Linked DNA regions of Macaca mulatta: regions 2, 3 and 4 are each linked to region 1. Evidence: chromatin contacts called from public Hi-C data. All regions are on one chromosome and are shown on one strand. Each heading gives the region's core, a stretch centred on a gene start, on an enhancer-like site or on the middle of the called end of the contact. The rest is flanking DNA. Distances are from core to core; before and after follow the strand shown.

Region 1 (3,291 bases), core at 469-2,968:
GTTGGCCTCGAAACCCAACAACCTGCCTGCAGTCAGGGCCGGCTCCTTCTTAAACTTGCTCTCGAAGGGCCCCGAGTGGCCGTGCTGGTGCAGCGCCAGCAGCGTGTCGCGCACGGTCTTGGGCCTGTTGACCCAGTCCTGCTCTCCAGACCCGCGGCTCTTGCCCGCACCTTCCGCGCTCAGCTCGGCGGCCCCGGCCGCGGTGGACAGGCTGTCCGCCGGGCCCCGGTGCGCAGGCGGCGGCGGTTGCTTCTCCTTGGCTGCTGCCTCGCGCTGCTCGTGCTCCACGGCCGCGCTGCTCGACACGGATGCCGGCCGCTTGTGGGCGCCCAGGTCGGTGGGCTGCGCGGAGCCCAGGCTGGCGGCCGCGGTTCCGGACACCGCGGCTAAGGAGGCGGCAGCGCGGCCGCCGAGGCCGAGCGCGGTGGGCAGCGGCGTGGCCGAGCCGTTCATGAGCGGCACCAGGGTGGGCGGCACCGCGTGGCCGCGCCGCGGGTTCGGGCTCTGGCGATTCAACTCGGGAGGCTCCTCTAGCTTGGAGAAGCCGTTGGGCACCAAGATGCCGTTCACGGGCGGCGGCTGCGGCGTCGGCGGCTGGGCCAGGCTCGCGGCCGGACGACTGCCGCCGAAGTCAGAGCCGAGGCGCGGGGGCCGCTCGGCCGCGGCCGCCAGGGGGTAGCGCTCCAGGGCCTGCGGCGCGCGCGGGGCCGCCTCGGGGCCGCCGTGGCCGAGCTGCTGCTGCTGCTGCAAGAGGATGTCCTTGGCCGAGAGCGGCGGCGGCTTGGCGGCGGCCGGGGCCGCGGCGCCGGGCGGGGAGCGACCCTCCGGGAAGCAGCCGTGCGCCCGCTTGAGCTGCCGCGCTGTCTCGATGACGAACTCGACGCGGTCGGCGCCCTCGTAGTTGACGCAGCCGCGGCACACAGGTTCGGTGAAGTCCCAGATCATGGCCCAGGGCATGCGGGGCAGATCACACAGGTAGCACGACTGCCGCCGGGACGCGGCCGCCACCGCCACCGCCGCGGCCATGTCCGAGGAGCCCGCGGCGCCGGAGGAGGAGGAGGAGGGGGCGCCGCCGCCGCCCCCCACCGGCACCACGCGCGCCCTCCTCCCCCCCCAACCCCGCGTCTCCCCCACCAGCGGCGGCGGCGGCCGCAAAGGCGGCGGCGGCGGCGGCAAAGCCCGCGAAGGCTCGGCGCCCGCGCAGCGCCCCCGGTGCACGAGGGGCGGCGGGCGCGAGGCGAGGGGCTGCAGCCGCGGCAGCAGTTCCCCCCGGCCGGCGCGGGCGCGGGCGGGCGGCGCGGTGCGGCGGTGCGGCGGGCGCGGCGGCGGGGGCTCGGCTGGAGCCGCGGCGGGCCTCCAGACCGGGGCGAAGACGGGCCGCGCGGGCGCGGGGGAGCGCAGCAGGTCGCGGCGGCGGCCGGCACAGTGTGCGGGGCGGGGGGCGGGGAGGCCGGGGGGGCAGGGGGCGGGGGGCGGCCGCCGGGGCAGGCTCAGCCCGAGCGGCGGGGCATGCCGCGCCGGGGCGGCGGCGGCTGGGCGGCGTGGAGCTCGGGTGCGGCGCAGGCCCCGGGTCGCTCCGCCGCTCTCTCACAGCTCCTGGCGTCGCCGCTCTCCAGCGCCAGCGTCAGCGGCCAGCCCGCCTCAGCTCTGCCGCCGCCACCGTCGCTGCTGCTGCTGCCGCCGCGGCCGCTCCACTTCTACAGACTTGATTCTTCGACAGTCTCGCACAGCGCCTGCGCGGGCCCCCTCCCCTCGGGCGCGTGCCCGCCCTCCCGCGCGCGCGCTCCCCTCCCCCCTGCGCGCCGAAGGAGCGCTGTCGGGAGAGCCGGCTCTGTGGCGCCCGCCCGCTCGCGGGGCAGCGCGGCAGCGCAGCGCTGGTGTCCCCTCGGAACACGGCGCAAAGTGGTCGTGTGCTTTTCCTCCACTTTCCCTCACTTCACGCCCCACCCGGCTGTCTCGACCACCCTCAGGATGTTTTCCCCTGGTGTGCCTCTGGACCAAATCGTGCTAAAAGCCATTTCTTTTTCTTTTATGCAAGGCCACTTTGTCACTTGGTTTCCGTCAGTCTCCTGAGAATGGGGATTTTAGGTCTAGCGTGGTTCACAGTTCTGGTTTTTTAGGAGTTATACTTGAAAGCTCAATGTCGGACACAAGAGCATGAAATCCGTCACTGGTGCTTTGCATTTGCATTTGTCTTGGGAAGGACATACCCGCCGCCTGCCCCTTTTACTAACTAGGGAGAATCTGGATGTTCCCAAGCCCAGCACCACGTGCACACGCCGCCAGCTGGCTCGCGCGTTTTCCACGGAGCCCTCTGGAGGGGAGGGAGCGCGGTTCGGATTAGCAGCTCGCGAACACCAAGTGCTGCTCTTAGCCCCGTCCAGCCCGCCCTGTTCAGCTAGGGCCTCGCCGCGCCAGTTGCCCCGGCCGCCTTATGTAGGTCTGCGCGGCGGGCGCGTGACGTGGACTCGGGACCGTGGGCGGCCGCCGCCGCGTGTGCGCACGCTCCGCGCAGACGTGCCTCGGCGCCGCTGGCACTAGGGCCTCGTGGAACGAATGCACATTCCAGGGATCCGGGGTGTACGGCCAGCGCGACCGCGTCACAGCGCAGGCCCCACCCCCTTCGGCGAGTCTGGGCGTCCAGGCGCCGCCCCGGGCCCGAACTTGGACTCGAGGTGGCGGGAGGCGCGGGCGCGAGTCGTGGGGGGAAGTCCTGCTCGCCTCCGCGGGGTCCCCGCTGGCCGTGGGGGCGACCGGCTGGCTGGCTCGCCGTCGCGCAGGGCGGGCCGCCGATGGGGGCAGACTTGCGCCCTATATGCCACCCAGGCTGGGGTAAGCCCAGCCCAGCCGCGCGGCCTTCAGCTCTGCCACCGTTGGCAGCCTCAGACTCAGCCCAGACTGAATTGAATGCTTGAGTTTCGCACTTTTATCGGGAGGAGGAGCTGGTGTGTGTTATGGTAAATCACTTTGGGCTGGTCGTTAGTCTCCCTAATACACGTAGGCTTAGTCGCTCTTCAATTGGGACTTTTACACTTCAGCTCTTTAAGGGCGGCCTCTGGGGCTGCTTTTGTTGGGAACACAGGCCCACAACTCTCCCTTGAGACTGGAATGAGCTGGTTAAGTGTGGGAAGAACAGGGTACTAATTATATTATCTTTCCTACAACTGGATTGGTAGGTGGAGAGAAAAAAAAAAATCCTGCTGACGTTTCTCTCTAGTCGTTGCTATTGAAAATACCAGGTTGCTTCAAAGGATTAACCACAAGGAAGAGGAAAAACACCCTTAGAGAAAC
Region 2 (3,291 bases), core at 442-2,941, 480 kb after region 1:
TCCTCTCCTACCCTCCCCTCTAGCCAATCTCTGTCCCCTTATGCATTTTTATTGTCCTTATAGCATGTCACTCTCTGAAATGATTTCTTCTTAATTTTATGTGTTGACTGTCTCCTATGAGCACCATAAAGGCAGGGTCACATCCCCCTCATTTACCACTGGAATGGAACAATTCCTGGGCCAGAACAGTGTGCTCAAAAAGCATCTGTTGATCCCTCCAAGAGTCCAGTAACTTCAAGCAAGCTGAGCAGGAAAGAGCACCAACAACTCTCGAGTTGCCAATGGCCAGTTTCAACACCTCAGACAGTGAGGCCCACGGCCGAGCTCCTGCCATTGCATCTGAGGCCTCCAGTGCTAAGGGAAAAGCCCTGGGCCTCTTCCACTTTTGGCCTCCTTCTCTGCTGGGGCTGCCCCACTTTCCACAGGAGTTGGTGACGGGGCACGAGTTGGCCCCGGCAGTCCACGCCCAGAGCCCCGGGCAGGAGAGCACCTTCTCCCTTTCTTGGCCTCACCACCAGGACCGGCAGCTTTTCAATTCCCCCATCTGCAAGACAGGGACAAAGAATGCTTTGTCACCCCACCTACTTCTCACGGGTGTTATGAAACAACTGTTTGCTCGGAAAACACTTTGAGCAACTTGGGGAAAGGTGCCCGGGGCTCAGATGACGCCTGTTGCATTTGATCCAGGCCAAGAAAGTGCTGTGCCAACTAGTCATCCGGTCACCGCCGCACCCCCTGGAGGGGCGGGAGGCACAGCAGCTTCTCCTGTGTCTGCAAGCCTGTGTCACCAAGCCCGCTGGCCATGCTGCGGTCCCAGAATCTGCCCACAAGGTGTGTGCGTGTTCCTGGGGCTGCCTGAGCCGCTGGTTTCAGCAGAATCTGAGCTCTCTATGGGCCTGGACAGTGGCCTCCAAACACCCAACCTACCCTTAGCCAGGAAGAAGGGCCGAGGGTCACCTGGGGTAACCTACCTGAGCTCCTGCCCTGCAGGGCGGGGCTTAGATTTTGCTGCCAGCATCCCGGGCAGGGAGCTGGGAACAAAGGCGTGGTCTTGGCTCCCCAGCCTGGGGAGGGCAGATCGTAACCTGCAGGCAGGCAGGTGCCTCCTGAGCCGACAGCAGTGGCAGCAGCCACCTAGTTACGATGACAACCATACTTGGCCACCATCACTCTGTCCCCAAGAGGGGCCGGCCCCAACCCTGACCACGCAGGGTCCCCCAGGGCTGCCCAAGGTTGAGAACGGAGAAGAACCAAGGCGAAGGCAGGCTGAGGGCCCATGGGCACACCTCCCCTTTGGTCAACAGCTCAGTCTTAGCTTTGGACTGGACATTGGACTCAAAGGTGGGACAGGCCTCTCTCTCTCTCTGCAGCACCCACCCCAGGCTGCTGCTTCAAGATAAACCCTCTCCCTACAGGGGACTTCAGCAAGGCCTTTCGCCGACAGTGCACAGCAGACAGCATGCAGGTTTAATTATAACTCTCTCGCATAGGCAGGGCTGGCTATATACAGTATGTCTGCCTGTTACTAATTATATTTACTTTCAAACGAAGTGGGGGGAGATCTTCTGAAGATGAGTCAGAAAACAAAAAAGCCCTTCGTTGTTATGAAAGCAGGGGAACGTCTCCTGAGAGCGTCTGGAGCAGCGCTGTCACTGCCTGACAGTGGAAAACCTGAGCGCCAAGCCAGCCAACCCGGTAAACACCACATGCTGGCTTTCCTGGCCCAGCGTCCCTTCAAGCCAGAGCCTGAACTGCATACCAAGCCACAGTCGATAGGAAAGGCGTTCTCCCTCCCGGACAGAGCAGCACGTAGAGCCTGGCTGGCTCTTCCTGCAAAGACAGGGCGACTCGGCGATCTGCTGTCACCTTAATTGGGAGGCAGTGTTCCAGTTGAAACACAGCAAAGGTTTTTTCCCTCATCAAAGGAGAAGCATTCTGACCAGATGGCTGAAATGAAAAGGCTTCATCCTCAGCCTCCACACAGCCAACGGTGTTATTAATAACAACACTGCGAATGCCACAAATCACATGCGAACACCTAGAAACCCAAAATAGTCACCACATGCAGAGCAGAAGTCGTCCGCGCTTTGGCGGCGATTAGATCATTGTGCTAATTTCAGCTGGACGCGGCCTCACGCACACGCATGTGGACTCACAGCCGCGTCTGTCTGTGTGTTTGAGGTCTGCAAGTGTGAAGTGCCCGTGGCTGTTTGGGGGGAACTGGTCTCCAGGCCCCACTCAGCCATCAGCTGCCTCCTCTGAGAAGACTGCGTGGGCAGCCCTGCCTCCTCTCCATGCAGACGCCAGAGAGTAAGCCCAGCCGAGGGTGACACATCCGCCCAGGAGAGCCGTGCAAACTCACACTGTTCAGAATGGCTTTTCCAATCGTTTTTTAAACAGCCACACTTGTTTTGTTTGCTTTCTTCCAGGAAGGCTGCACTGTTTTGGAAAAGCAGGGGGAGGACATTTTTTTAAATGAGTTCACTTCCTGAGTCTTTAAAATATTTCCCCGTAGACAGAGTATTGAGAAGCTGTGGCCAGAGGACACAGCGGTCTCAGGTGGGCGGCACCCGGAGTATGAGGATGAGGGCATGTCCCCTGATGCGCGCTCTTCACAAGCCATCCGCAGGGGAACTGAAGTTGGCAACCAGACAGCAACGAAAGAGCCGGGAGAGCGTCCCTTCCCAAACCCCCACCCCACTTCCCATCACCCTCCAAGAAAATGTTTCTAAAGCCAGTTTGGAATTCGGAATGGGTTTTCCTGTTTGTCCAGGCAAGGTTGAATTATGAAATCACACTATTCAAAGGAGAAGAGAAAACATAGATATGAGAGATTAGTCACTGAAGATTTTATTAGGAAGGAATTATGACGTAGACAGCATGAATCAAAGTGCTTTTTCTCAGGCATTATTTTACCCGTTACTCGTGGTCGCCCTGTGAAGCAAATGGTGGTACGCCTATTTCACAGGTAAGGCCCCGAGAGGTGAGGCGGCAATCCCAGGGACCCTCTACCCACTCCCACAGACTAAGTCAGCTTCCCTGCTGTACCCCTTCTTAGCAATCTGCACCATTCCTTCATTGCTGGAGGCATCACTGGAAGCAAAAGTTATTTGCAGGGTGAGTTGGCCTATGTCGATCACTCCCCATTAGAATGAAAACTCCATGAAGACAGGCACTTGTCTTGTTCACGAAGGTGCCCAGACTGGGCACAGTGCCTTGAGCACAGTAGCTTTGAAGTATGTATTTATTGAAGAGATTAAAAAAAAAAAAAAAAAAGCCAGGCATGGTGGC
Region 3 (3,291 bases), core at 487-2,986, 380 kb after region 1:
TGCCCCTCACTGCCAGGCAGGAGAAGCAGAGACGAGTGGGGAGGGCCCACTGTGCCTTGGGACTTGGGAATAGCTCTCAGCCCCAGGGTGGTAGGCTCCATTGTACGTCTCCCAGGACAGGGCCCCCTTCTTCTGGAAAGTACTCCCTGCCTAGCACAAATCAGAGTCCAGATGTGAGCAGCCATCAGTTCAGCTCTTCCCGGGCCGCAGTGATTGAGCCAATGATGGTCACCTGGCCCCAGTGAAGGCCATGAAGTCCTCTCTCTGTCCCTTTCTGGCAGTGAAGTCATGAGGTGCAATAAGCAAAAGCTGCCATCATGTGCATTACCTGCCATGGAGAGGAAGCTTAGCAAAGAGATTTAGATCAGCACTTGGAGGAAGTTGAGGTGTGAGAAAAGAGAGAGCACATGGCAGTGTTGGCTCCGAGTTGCAGGTATCCGGGGTCACACAAAGCCCCCTTTTAAAAGCCCTGGCTGGTTTGACTTGCATTTCTCTCTCGAGAAGCTCTCAAGTCCTTGTTGAATGGGGCGGTGATCAGATGCCGGCCATCCTACCGGAACTAGACCAGCCGAGCCTCTGCTCTGGCCAAGGAAATGGGAGGAGATGGAGGGAGAAAAGAGGAAATGGGAGAGAATGGGCTGGAAGAAGAGACCACTGTGCAAGGTGATGGAGGGCATCGGAACACAGAACACCTGTAGCAGTTTTCCAGAGGGCTTCCAACTCTTTATCAAGCCTGCACTCCACTCTTAGGGTTATACAGTCTTAGGCACAAGCAATTATCTGAATAATTGGAGTGTTTCTTAGAACAGGTTTTAGGTGTCAGCAGCGATGGCTGTTCAGACGGCACACTAGCGACAGATCCTTGGAAAACTCCATGCTCTGGAATAAAAAACCAATCCTGACTTTTCACTTCGGAATGTCTCAGCTCCCCACCTGACCCTCTCCTATCGTATCACTGGCTAAATGGACAAATGGACCACAAGAAAACTACCTCCTCCTTCAACTACCTCCTCCATCAGTCTAGCACCTGCCTAGGTGGAGCCCCTCAGAACCATGCTGCTCACCCAAATGCAACTCCCAAAAAGGTGGGAGCCCTTGAGGCAGGCACAGATCCAGCAGTTGCCTCAGCTCTCTATGTCACTAGCCTCTCTCAGCGGAAACCACAGGAAGGCCTCGGGTCAGAAGGGCTTACTCAATGTGGAGCAAGGTCATAGGGCCCAGCTGAGCCCCCTCACTCATCCAAAGGGGTCAAGGGAGGGCCAGTGGCTACAAGGGGTCAGAGCCTCAGGTTTGATTCCAAGTTCAAAGAATCTAGCTAAAGCCACACTGTGCCCCCTGGCACCACCCTCAGAAACAGATCCAATCCTGAGTCAGAGAGGAAGCAGACACTCACTGAATCACTGATCCACTTCCTTCTACCCACAGCCACTCAGCCAAGACCAGCAGCCGCTTCCAAGGGACAAATTAGTGACTGACACTCGGAAAAGTTGATGCTCTAAAGGAGAGCAAGCAGGGCCCCACGCACACGGCGTGAACCGCCAGGACCGGGTTGACTGTGGCTGTGGCTCCCCACCCCCTGCATTTTTCAGAGTAAAACTGCACATTTTGTAACAGCCCCTATCCTGTCCTGCACTGACCTTGGCTGTGTTATTTTTCACTTCCCTGTTCAGAACACAGCCACACTTTCCAAATGCCATGAATCATCACCACCGAGCAACGGCCATTTAGCAAGGCAGGAAACCACTGCGCGCCAGCCCTGGAAGGAGCAGCTCCCTGCAGCGGGCCTCTCCCACCCTGGCTGGTCATCATAGCAAGAGTCCACCACGGAGGCCAGCAGGGCAGAGTTGCCGCCCCATGTTCTCAGTTTCCACACCATCGTCCCCGGGGGCTTCCAGTTCCCCCTTGCACTGGGTCGCAGGCAGCATTAGGCATCTTCTGACTTTTCCAAAGGCTCTTTTGGTTGCATTGGCTGAAATGAAGCTGTCACCTTCCAATCCCGAAGGGAGAGAAATTCTTGATGACACTGGCTGAAGTGAAGCTGTCATCTTCCTATCCCAGGAGGGAAAGAAATGGGGAGACCTGTTCAAGACCAAGGGAGGCCAGGCGCCATGGCTCACGCCTGTGATCCCAGCACCTTGGGAGGCCGAGGCAGACAGATCGCTTGAGTCCAGGAGTTCGAGACCAACATGGGCAACATGGTGAAACTCCGTCTCTACTAAAAATACAAAAATTAGCCGGGCGTGGTGGTGCATGCCTGTAGTCCCAGCTACTTGAGGGGCTGAAGCAAGAAGGTCCCTTGCGCCAGGGAGGTCAGGTAGATTAGATCAGGTGGATCTTGCACAGACATCAACAAGACACAGGAAGTGCATTCTGCCTGCAAGTGGCCTTGCAGTTACAGGCAAATGTCATCCTGTCATCCTTTATAACCAGAGCCATGTAGGCTTCTAGATGTCATTCAATCAGTTCCTGAAAGTAGTTACCAGTGAGTCCATAAATCAATCAACAAAATATTATTACCCTCAAATAGTCATCAAACTCTTCGGTGCTGGGCACCTGGCTCCATGGCTCTCTGAATAACATACGTCTGCCTTCATGCCAGTCTTAGTTCCTCATGTAGTAATGATACGCTCATATGAAGTCATTATTTTTGCCTCTATTGAACCATAAACAGTACCATTCAAAAGTAAAATGATCTAGGAAAGGCAAATCAATACAACAATAAAACATCAGTTTTAACCTATCAGATTGGCCAAAACTTTAAATATTGTCAACGGCTAGTGTTGACCAGAGTGTGTGGAAACGGGAACTCTCCTTATTATTGGTAGATGTTTAGTGTTATACATTTTCTAGGAGAAATTTGACCCTGTACATTAAAATTATTCGTGAGTACCCTTTGTCTTATTAATTTTAAAACTAGGAATTTATTCTCAGTTGAGCCACTAGAAAAAAATGCACAGATAGTCATCACAGTGTGGCAAATAAATCTAAAAAATAAATAAAGCTGAAACAACCTAGATGTGATTGAGTCAGTGACTTATAATATGTTTAATCATACACTACACAACCATTAAACATAGTGTTGGAAATCTACATCCAAAGCCATAGGAAGATATTCACATGGATCATTCTGATAGATGAAAAATAGGAGCTGATAGAATATGTGCAGCCCATTTATGTACAAATGTTGTTGTGAATGCATATTCATAGAAGAGACACCTGGAGGCTTATCAAATCGTTGACAGTGGTCACCTCTGCAGAGTGGGATTTGGGGATGATTTTTACTTTCCTCAC
Region 4 (3,291 bases), core at 413-2,912, 360 kb after region 1:
TCCCAGAAGCCAAAGTTATGGAAAGATCTCAGCGTGTTTTTTAAATTTTATTTTAAAATCATACCGTTTTAAAAGATCTGCTTGTTATAAATCCAGCCTAAAAGCAGATGAATGAAACATAGGCCCACACAAAAAAAATCTACAAGAATAGATCTTTTTTTTTTAACTTGGGGTTTTTGGGGAGGGATTTTAGAGGAGTGGTGGGGAAGCTACTCAGTCGAGATAAACTCCTTAAAAGCATGGGCAAAATTCCCTTTTCTGTGACCAGTTTTTAAAAAAATGACAAAGTCACACAAGAGAGGAAATGAAAAGGGAAATTTTTAGACTTCTCATCTGTGCTGAAAGCCCCGGGCTGTTTCAGAACCCAGTCAGGATAACCGTCAGGCCTGCGGTCACCACGCTGCAATCCCAGGAGGCCTTGCATCAGCGGCCATTATATCAATAAGGAAGTACAATCACCAAACCACAAGCCGGCTTCTTTTCTAAGCCCACATGTTGCTTTAGAGGGTTTTCAAACAAGAGACTTTCCTGTTTTTGAAACCTGTGAATCCACAGGTCTTACAGGTTACTCAAATTATCTTATCACTTGCAGCATGAATTTCAAAACTGCTTACTCCAGCCTTCCCCTCCCCTGGAGGAACAGACGTCCATTTACAAACCAGAATCCTTATTTACAGTGTCCCATTGCCAATTGCTGACACAGAAGGGGAAAAAATACCAGTTATACATTAAGCTTTAAGGTTAAAGTATCTGTGCCAGACACTGTTCAAACACCATCTATTCACTGACCTGAAGGCAGGATGACCACACCGGAGAAAATTCCACAGAAACAGTTTTGCGGTCGCAGCAGTATTCCTTCACAGAGCCAGGCTATGTTTCCTGCAGATGCATACACATGCTTGCAAATGTAGTGTAAGAAATCATCACAATTCACAGGAAACATATTTATCCTAAGATGTGCAGCAAATCTGTCGGAAATTTTTAAGCACAGCCAAAAGACATCCCAAACCACCTATGAGGTTACTTCCCAGGTTGCTGGAAAAATCAATGTAGGACAGCATCAGTAGAGGACGCTACGGGGGCGCAGGTGAAAGATGTAAACTGTCCAATCTAAATCTTCAATGGGATGCAAGTCAGACTTGTTTTTCTCTTGAGCAAATAGAAAGATTCAGATTAAAGAGTGCCTTATAGAACTGATGCAGAGTTCTACATAGAACTGATACAGAGTTCATCTATCAGAGTGTCTTATAGATGAGATAAATCCACAAACAAACGTCTCTCTTTCCTGCTCAGCTCAGCAGTTTGAGAAAGATGTGCCAAACCTAACAACTGCATTTGACAGCCATCTCCTGGTTTAACTTCTACCCTGGCCAGTGGCCACTTGGCGTTGCCCAAGCAATGCCTGCAGACTTCATCACTTCATCACGCGCTCGCTCGCTGGAAGCGTCCCTCCTAAGGCAGACCTGAAGTTCACAGAGGGCTTCTGGACAGTAGTTCACACTCTGTTTTCAATGGTGGCCCAATCAGACTGAGAATAAACAACTGAACTTTATCCTGCAGCTACAACCAGTGACCTCTAAGCCCATTTCACAGAATGCACATGGCAATAATGAATCTAGCAGACACTTATCTAATCTCACACTTTTCCTTCTTTTTGGGTTACAATCAACACTTAGCTCATCAAAACACAGACACACACACACATCTTCCAAAAAAGAACTTGCTCTCAGTTTAAGCACACTGGGATTTTGTTTATCTTATTTGTCTGCATTCCAAAAAACCTTCTAGCACTGAAATGTTGAGATAGACACTCTAAAGTCAGGATGCTGTGATGTTTATGTTTGAGGGAGGGTTCTTTCAAAGTAGTCAAAATTGTCTCTCTTATGAAATGTGAAGTGTGAATGAAGCCACACCAAAAAGTCTCAGAAGTAAATCTCTCAAAGATTGTGACCAGCCTGTTGTGGAATAACGCAATATATCCTTAGAGGAAAATACAGTAAAGTAAAAGAATTCCAGGCTTCCCACACAGGCTCAGTAGGTATTTTTTATCATAATAACTCGTCGGTAAATGGCCTACCATGTCCATAGGAAAAGCATCCTCTTCTTCAACCGTGTTTTAAAAAGAATAACGTTTTCTTTCCTCCTTTGGGAAAGCAATTGCTACAAAATTCACATAAAACAAATACGGACTGGTTTTCTGTTCCTTTCACTTTCTGTTCCTATCACTTTAGGCTGTGGTAACCAGGACTCCTAGGCCTAAATATGCTTGCCTGACCTTGCCTGAGTTTGCTGGAGAATTGCTCAACCACCCTCTCACTTTGGCTGTGTAGACCATGGGTCTTGCCCTCCCTCCAGGGGAGAGGCATTAACGAATGAAGAAAACAGTACTCTCCCCTCTTCTGCCACCACTGACACTCCATACCCAGGCCCTTGCCACCAGGCCTGCTTCCAGAACTGTGCGCTGCCTGTTCCCTGCTATCCTGAGCCTTCCAGCTCCAGTGCCAACAAGGGCACTAGGTAATGGGTACTTCTGATGAAGGACACCGCATGAGATCCTCCCATCACTTAGAGAAGTGTTCCATTTGGGGTCATTACCAACCTTGTCTACTCAGATCAGCAAAGCATGGAGAAAAATAGGATGGATGGGCAAGCATAAGGCATCACCTTATACTTGTGTCTATAAAAAGCTCTTTATATTACAGAATTTCTTTATTTGGAACAACAAAATATTCTGAAGGGAATCTCACCAATTTTAGTTTGGAATGCTTATAGAGGTTGTCTGGAAGAATAGTTTTTGTTGATTTGGTTTTTTATTACAAAAAAAAATAAAAGCTTTTGTAGTTATTCTTGAAGGTATGACCTCCAACTACAATTACAAGTATGAGAGATATTGTAAGCAAGTCCTTTTCTTTTTTTTTTTTTTTTAAAGAGACAGGGTCTCACCATGTTGCCCAGGCTGGTCTCGAACTCCTGTACTCAAGCAATCTGCCCACTTCAGCCTCGCAAAGAGATGGGATTACAGGTGTGAGACACTACACCCAGACTGTAAGCCAGACTTTTAAAGCCCATTTTAAACTTTTTTTTTTCTTTTTTGAGACAGGGTCTTTCTTTGTCGTCTAGGCTGGAGTGCAGTGGCACAACCTCAGCTCACTGCAACCTCCATCATCTCCTGGTTTCAAGCAATTCTCCTGCCTCAGCCTCCCGAGTAGCTGGGATTACACGCGCCTACCACCACAAGTGGCTAATGTTTGTATTTTCAGTAGAGACAGGGTTTCACCATGTTGGCCAGGA

Evidence for each region. A called contact is a pair of places that touch in the nucleus more often than the background predicts.
Region 2: a Hi-C map of liver shows a contact between it and region 1, with 6 times the contacts expected there. The contact joins the enhancer-like site here to the promoter of IRF2BP2 in region 1. A contact is called at or near these places in 7 of 14 Hi-C or Micro-C datasets (blood, cortical neurons, fetal cortex germinal zone and 3 more).
Region 3: a Hi-C map of fibroblasts shows a contact between it and region 1, with 3 times the contacts expected there. The contact joins the enhancer-like site here to the promoter of IRF2BP2 in region 1. A contact is called at or near these places in 4 of 14 Hi-C or Micro-C datasets (fetal cortex germinal zone, fetal cortical plate, fibroblasts and 1 more).
Region 4: a Hi-C map of liver shows a contact between it and region 1, with 4 times the contacts expected there. The contact joins the promoter of LOC106995129 here to the promoter of IRF2BP2 in region 1. A contact is called at or near these places in 5 of 14 Hi-C or Micro-C datasets (blood, fetal cortex germinal zone, fetal cortical plate and 1 more).

Annotation. Positions count from the first base shown.
Region 1 is chr1:14,468,688-14,471,978 of T2T-MMU8v2.0, reverse strand. It overlaps IRF2BP2 (interferon regulatory factor 2 binding protein 2), which reads right to left and starts at 1,718. Exons shown (of 2, transcript XM_002808266.4): 1 at 1-1,718. The coding sequence starts at 1,026. LOC106995060 (a long non-coding RNA gene) reads left to right here and starts at 784. Exons shown (of 9, transcript XR_013411791.1): 1 at 784-923.
Region 2 is chr1:13,992,726-13,996,016 of T2T-MMU8v2.0, reverse strand. It overlaps LOC144340223 (a long non-coding RNA gene), which reads right to left. Exons shown (of 2, transcript XR_013416018.1): 2 at 2,828-3,291. Among named protein-coding and RNA genes, the nearest start is that of TOMM20, 57 kb to the right of the region's middle. Within about 2 kb of position 1,691, at least 18 of the 40 cell types and tissues checked have an H3K27ac peak or open chromatin away from gene starts, as enhancers often do. A contact at or near this core is called in fetal cortical plate and liver, where this site is marked.
Region 3 is chr1:14,086,951-14,090,241 of T2T-MMU8v2.0, reverse strand. All of the region lies in intron 1 of LOC144340225 (a long non-coding RNA gene), which reads left to right. Among named protein-coding and RNA genes, the nearest start is that of TOMM20, 150 kb to the right of the region's middle. Within about 2 kb of position 1,736, at least 22 of the 40 cell types and tissues checked have an H3K27ac peak or open chromatin away from gene starts, as enhancers often do.
Region 4 is chr1:14,103,673-14,106,963 of T2T-MMU8v2.0, reverse strand. LOC106995129 reads right to left here and starts at 1,662. Exons shown (of 2, transcript XR_013416022.1): 1 at 790-1,662.